Regions from separate parts of the Mus musculus genome. Here region 2 is linked to region 1. The links are chromatin contacts, called in public Hi-C maps. All regions are on one chromosome and are shown on one strand. Each heading gives the region's core, a stretch centred on a gene start, on an enhancer-like site or on the middle of the called end of the contact. The rest is flanking DNA. Distances are from core to core; before and after follow the strand shown. Region 1 overlaps Arhgef10l (Rho guanine nucleotide exchange factor (GEF) 10-like). Region 2 holds the start of Arhgef10l (Rho guanine nucleotide exchange factor (GEF) 10-like).

Evidence for each region. Hi-C and Micro-C count contacts between places; a contact is called where the count stands out from the background.
Region 2: a Hi-C map of bone marrow-derived macrophages shows a contact between it and region 1, with 43 read pairs. The contact joins the promoter of Arhgef10l here to the enhancer-like site in region 1. A contact is called at or near these places in 1 of 15 datasets of contacts at CTCF or cohesin (embryonic stem cells), 7 of 484 Hi-C or Micro-C datasets (bone marrow-derived macrophages, embryonic stem cells, muscle stem cells and 1 more), 2 of 115 datasets of contacts at active chromatin or transcription factors (both in embryonic stem cells) and 4 of 9 other capture datasets (adipose tissue, liver, macrophages and 1 more).

What each region holds. Positions count from the first base shown.
Region 1 is chr4:140,536,024-140,539,127 of GRCm38.p6, reverse strand. Arhgef10l (Rho guanine nucleotide exchange factor (GEF) 10-like) reads left to right here. Exons shown (of 29, transcript NM_001290803.1): 26 at 2,211-2,359. Among named protein-coding and RNA genes, the nearest start is that of Gm42335, 68 kb to the left of the region's middle. Within about 2 kb of position 1,462, at least 48 of the 459 cell types and tissues checked have an H3K27ac peak or open chromatin away from gene starts, as enhancers often do. A contact at or near this core is called in bone marrow-derived macrophages and muscle stem cells, where this site is marked.
Region 2 is chr4:140,664,552-140,667,658 of GRCm38.p6, reverse strand. It overlaps Arhgef10l (Rho guanine nucleotide exchange factor (GEF) 10-like), which reads left to right and starts at 1,772. Exons shown (of 29, transcript NM_001290803.1): 1 at 1,772-1,903.

The DNA of each region.
Region 1 (3,104 bases), core at 213-2,712:
ACTCTGGGCCTCTGTTGTCACCTTTAATTAAATGGTGCCAGCTTTGGCTTCTGTAGACTATCGGGAGCCAGCAAGCAGGGATGGCTGTGTAGCTGTGACTTGGGTAATTGAACTGACAGTATGTTAGTTATAAGTCAGGGCTAATGACAGTATCTGCCGTGCAGGCTTGTGGGAGTTAAAGAATTCGTTCATGGGCAGAGCGACAGGCACAGACTCGGAGGGGACTCAGTGTTGACCAGTGGCACTTTTTACTGGTGCCCCATGCTGTGTTGGGTCAGCATATACACGCCCTTGGCTCCTTACAGCATTCTGGGGCGGGGTGTGCATGGTCGTCATACCCATTTTAGAGACGAGGAAACAGAGGCTCAAAGAGGTCAAGTCCCTGTGCAAATGGACATGGAAGTTCAGAGCCACAGACTGCTCTGGCCTGGGTAGCTTGCTCTGTATATGTTTACATTCTGAGCTGGAAAGAGTGGTATTGTGTATTGCGGAGGGGGTTCCCAAGTTTTTGTTTTTTTTGTTTTTTTGTTTTTTTGTTTTTCAAGACAGGGTTTCTCTGTGTAGCCTGGCTGTCCTGGAACTCACTCTGTAGACCATGCTGGCCTTGAACTCAGAAATCCACCTGCCTCTGCCTCCTGAGTGCTGGGATTAAAGGTATGCGCCACCACGCCTGGCTCAGTTTTTTTTTTTTAAAGAATTATTTATTTTATGTATGTGAGTACACTGAGGCTGTCTTCAGACACACCAGAAGAGGACATCAGATCCCATTACAGATGGTTGTGTTTGCTGGGAATTGAACTCAGGACCTCTGGAAGAGCAGTCAGTGCTCTTAACCACTGAGCCATCTCTCCAGGCCCCCAGTTTTTAATTTATTAGCTAGGCTGGGATTATAGAAGCAACATTCAGGGGGAGCCTAGAGTTGGAGGACATGCTGAACACATGTGGCCAGAGGACAAGGCGAGGAGTTTGGTGGCTTCCCCGTATAACCTGGTCTCCTACATCTCTGGGGACAGCCGTTCTCACACTTGCCACACGGCAGCGGGCACGGCAGCGGGACAGAGGAGGGCATGCCTGTGGCGAGTGCTTTGTTTTCCTCCTGGGGACCTACAGGAGGATGAGGGGGTTCGGGGCACCCAGCAGCTAATTCTCTCTTTTCTCCTTGGCCCCAGTTACTGTGCCCATTGCTCTAAGGCAGCATTTCTCAACTGTGGGTCACCACCCCTTTGGGGAGTCAAATGACCCTTTTGCAGGGGTCACATACCAGATGTCCTGCATATCTACAATATGACTCATAACAGTAACAAAATTACAGTTATGGAGTAGCAGGGAAGATGGTTTTGTGGCTGGGAAGGTCATTTCAGCATGAGGAACTTTATTAAAGAGGTGCAGCATTAGGAAGGCTGAGTCATAGGGCGTCTTATCCCTGCCCTCCAGGCCTTTCTCTGGGTCTCAGCTCCCCTTAAACCTCCTTCCTGCCCAGCACTCTGACAACCTAGAGCAGCCACTGGGGCGTGGCACGACTTGGGATGAAGGCCCTGTCCAGCCGCTGTGTTTACCAGGCAGTGGTTCTCAGTGAGCTGGGTGTGGTTGGGGTGGGGTGGGGGAGGGACTCTTGGTCTCTAGCATCAGCAATGGGGGCTGCACGCTCTCAGGGCCTCTCCCCTCCCCTCCAGCCCCCCTGTATCTGGTAGCATCTGTGGAGGGAAAAGGTCTCGGGTTTGAAGGAAATCGTCACGCTTTTCAGATGAGTTGTGGTCTTGGCAAAGTCCCTCCCCATCCAGATGGGGACACTAAGACTCTGAGAAGCTTAGGCAGGCGTGTCCTTAGAATCAAGGCCATGCTGGTCACAAGTCCCAGGACTCTGCGATCCTTTGCCTCCTGGCAGGTACTAACGTGGACGTTGCCTCTCCCAGAAGCTCCTGTGTCTGTCCTCCACGTCTAATTTTTTCCCTCAGTGCTTGGCATATCAGCTCATAGCGATTGGCTGTTGTTGTCTCTACCCAGTGCAGTTCCCCAGAGGGCAGAGCCTACACCTGCCCCTGCCTGTTCTCAGCACCAAGTGGGAAGAAGAGACATGCAGGGTGGTCCCGGAGCAATGCGGGGGGAGGGGGGGGACGGATAATGTCAGGCACCCCAGTGAAGTGAGGGTGAAAGACCATGGGGAAGGGTGTATGGGGCCAGCCACTGACCTGTGCCCTTCTTTCCCATAGGTGACATTCCCTGGGACCTGGAGAGCCCTCCCATGTGCATAACTGTGGGCCCAGGGCCGATTCGAACACTGCTGAGCCTGGAAGATGCTGCATGGGCCAGCTGCGGGCCGAGGGTCACTGTACTAGATGCCGCCACTTTGCAAACTCAGGTACCCATACCCAGGCCTCGTCTGTCACTGCTGGGTGGAGACACACCCATCTGTGACCTCTGCCCTTTAAACAGAGGTGTTGAGGCCCCTGGGTCCTGTCTCGTCCAGTTGTAGGCAAAGCTGTGTTGTCTCTGCTGGGATGAGGGCCTGGCTTCACGGGCCCACTAAGCTCATCGGCCCCACCTTGCTACATCCTATGTTCCATCCTTAGTGGCTGGTATGAGCTTCGGTGGCTTCCCAAATGGTATTTTGGTGACATTTGCCATTGTTGATTCGTTTAGGTTATTGATTGATCAGATATGGCGCCAGAGCCAGAGGGGAGCCTGGAAAGGTCCCCAGACAGGCAGGCTCCTCTGGCATGCCCCCACGTGCAGGGTTGTTTTCTCGTCTCCGTTAGGTTCTCCTCCTTGGGCACCTCTAATCTGATGATTGATAGCTCAGGCGCTAGGCAGAGCTTGGTGCTGTTCGCTTGTAGGTAGTCAGGGAAGGGGCCTGGAGGACTCAAACCTCACTGGAAAAGGGGGAAACTGAGGTGGGGGGTACTGTGGATGATGATGGTGATGATGGTGGTAGTGGTGGTGATGATGATGGTGGTGGTGTGTGTGTATGTGTGTGTGTGTGTGTGTGTGTGTGTGTGTGTGTGTGTGTGTGTGTGTGCACGCGTGCACTAGAAGTCCTGGAAGATGTGACCTGCATTCTTCTTATTGTATGTCTCTACTTTTCCTGAAGGCTAGAGGTGAGTGAA
Region 2 (3,107 bases), core at 523-3,022, 130 kb before region 1:
TCTTTGCTTTGATCTTCCTGCCTCTGTCTCTAGTGCTGGGGGATTTAAGGTATGCACTGGTATGCCCACTTCTGGATTTTTTTTTTTTAATTCAAAATGTCCATTGTGAGACTTGGAGTAAGTTATTTTCTCAGGAGCCTCTCTACAGAAAAAGGAGAACCCAGGGTGTAAGGTGTGAGCAAAATTGTGCTTGGAGAGGCTTTCTGTGTGTGGAATGTGTGGATCCCAGTAACCCAGAAAATAAGCATCATCACCATCATCACCACTATCACCATCATCATCATCACCATCATCACCACTATCACCATCATCACCACTATCACCATCATCATCACCACCACCATCATCATCACCATCATCACCACTATCACCATCATCATCATCACCATCATCATCACCACCATCACCACTATCAGCATCATCACCACTATCACCATCATCACCATCATCACCACTACCACTATCATCACCAACATCAGAGTCACCATTGTCAGGTTTTCTTCCTAACAGGCCAGTGTAACTCCCTGGGGCTACTGGGAACTGCAGTCTCTGTCAGGACTCAGCTAGGCTTCGGTGTCTACAGAACCCCTGGAAAGAGAGGAGGAGGATCAAATGCATGTTTTTCTGTTCGCTTTGCGTTTTAGTGACAGCGTCTCCACAAGTGGAACTTACCATGCAGCCTAGGGCTGGCTTCTGACTCCCAGAGATCTTCCTGCCTCAGTATCCCCAAGGCTGCGATGATAAGTGATCACATTCAGATACATGTATATTTATTTTAGGCAAGCAAGGGCAGGCCAGATGTAGCCCTAGGATTGCAGTTGCCTGTCCCTGATCTAACACCTCAGGCTCTGGAGTCTCGGTGGAGGGCACAGAACTGCTTTGGTCTTTTACTATGAGCTCAGTCATGCTCACCGCCATGGATCTGCATGGATTTGGTGCGAGAGGGTGGGGCTACCTTTGTGTCTCCAGCTGGGCTTTCCTGGGGCTCAAGGAGTAGGCGGAGCAACTGTGATCAATGGACTTTCCTGATGTTCAGATGCCTGTGTTCTTGACGAGCAAGCGAGATGTTGGTCAAATCTGTGCTCATCCACACCGACAGCGAGGAAGATGACTTTGGCAAAGCCATTCCCCTATCCTGCATCACCAAAGACACACTCTGTGACCTGAGCTGCTGTCCCTAGGAGCCAGAAGCCCGTGGTGGTGACCCTGTTCCTAGTGCTATCATTCAGAGGCTATTATTATTACTATTATTATGCCTGCAGTTTAACAAGCAGATAACTGAGACTCAGAGAGACCAGACCGCTTGTCTGAGGCCACACAGCTGTCACTTAGCTGTCCTGGAGAAGATCTTTCCTCCTGGCCCTTCCCATCTTACCTGGTTAAAGGATCTAGATCATATAGGGCCCCACCCATCCCGGAGTCCTGTCTTGAGCCCCATCCTACCAGGGGACAGCAGATCCCCTGGGCTCAGCACTCCTTGAAAACCCATCTTTGTTTTTTTTTTTTTTTTTTTTTTTTCTCCTTTCTACCCTGGCTAACTCCCTGGGCCTCCCGGGCTGGGCTGAGGGATATATGCCCAGCCAGGTTGGGACTGACTCAGCCTAACCCTTCCTGGTGGTAGAGGCCAGGGCCCCCTCCAGTCCTCCAGTCTTCCGCCTTCACCCTCTGCCCGCCTCCGTGTCCAATGCACCGGCCCAGCAGGTCTGGCGGGTTAATGACTCATACAGCTGGGTTGTCAGCAAGCCCAGCCAAGCCTGGCTCAGGAGCCCGAGTGTGTCAGACCTGAGGCTCCTGCTCAGTCCACCAGCAGCTTCCCCACCAGATGCTTGCCCGCTGGTGGCGCCTGCCCCGGTCACTGGCATCTTCTCCCCTGAGGACCACAGTTGGACTGTGCGCAATCCAGGTCGGTCAGTCTCTCCCAGTTAAGCCCTCTTCGTTCTTTGCAGAGTTGGAAGAGGTTCTTTGAATGTGATGGAGGTAGTGAGGGTCTCCTGCGTTGACACCTTTGGGCTCTGGGGTTCCCGGCTCTCCCTGAGATGACAAGGAGGCTTGGGGGCTAACGAGGACGATGTGGGAGGAGGGACATGGAAGGATCCAGGAGCACAGGTGTGTGGTGGGAGTTCCCTACCCTATTTTTAGGCTTACGGAGGTTGAGAAGGCTTTCTGTGGCTTCAGAATATCGTTATAGTTGGAAAATTGAGGCTCCGAACCCCCGGAGAATGCTGAGGTGGCACAGTGGCTGGACACTAGTGATCCACTCTCGGTCTTCCTTGCTGCTCCATGGCTGCCTGCTTGTTTCTCCCGTGTTCATACCCTGGTGGCCTCCTCTGCCAGTCCTGTCCCTTCCCATCCCTGCCTTTCCCATCTAAAGGGAGGGACTACAGTTTATACAGCTTCCTTGGCAGAGATTGTACCCGTTTGTGGTTGGGTGGCATTTTAAAGGTCACTAGGCAGCCTTGCCCTGCGTCTCTGACAGGTTGCTTTTTAGCCATAGCTTGACTGCCTCTGGTGATGGACGGCTCACTGGTTTCAAAGGATCTATTTCATTGTTTGGTCAACATCTGGCCAATGATAACATAATGAACTCAACTGGGTCCCCGTTTCATGCTTTCATTTGGCTAGCACAGTGCAGTGCCTGTGTGACGAGCTTAATCTTTCAGTAACCCCAATGAGTCCGTGCTATTCTGATCACAGGCCTAGAGGGGCGAAGTAGCCCCTCTCATGGATGGAGAAAAGGGGAGCTGGGGTTTAAGGAGGAGGCAGGGTGGGCGTGGCAGAGGACAAGAGGAGCCTCGATCCTAAGTCAGCTTCTTCTTTCCCATTATTACCATGTCCCCCGCCTCCTCTTGCTTTCTGTGGAGGGACTCTGGTGATCAATGAGGCAGCGTCTCACCAAGGTACTTGACAGTTTACAAAGTTATCTATGTTACTGGCCCCCTAGGGCACTCACAACAGCCTGGCTAACTGGACAGGGCGGGAACAACCACCCCCGTGGTGGTGACTGACCCTGTAGTTATGGGACCAAGGCCTATCGAGGTCAGGCATCCTGCCTGAGGCCACATGGCTATGAGACAGCAAGGATTCAAGGGTCTCTCCTTTCCCTGGGA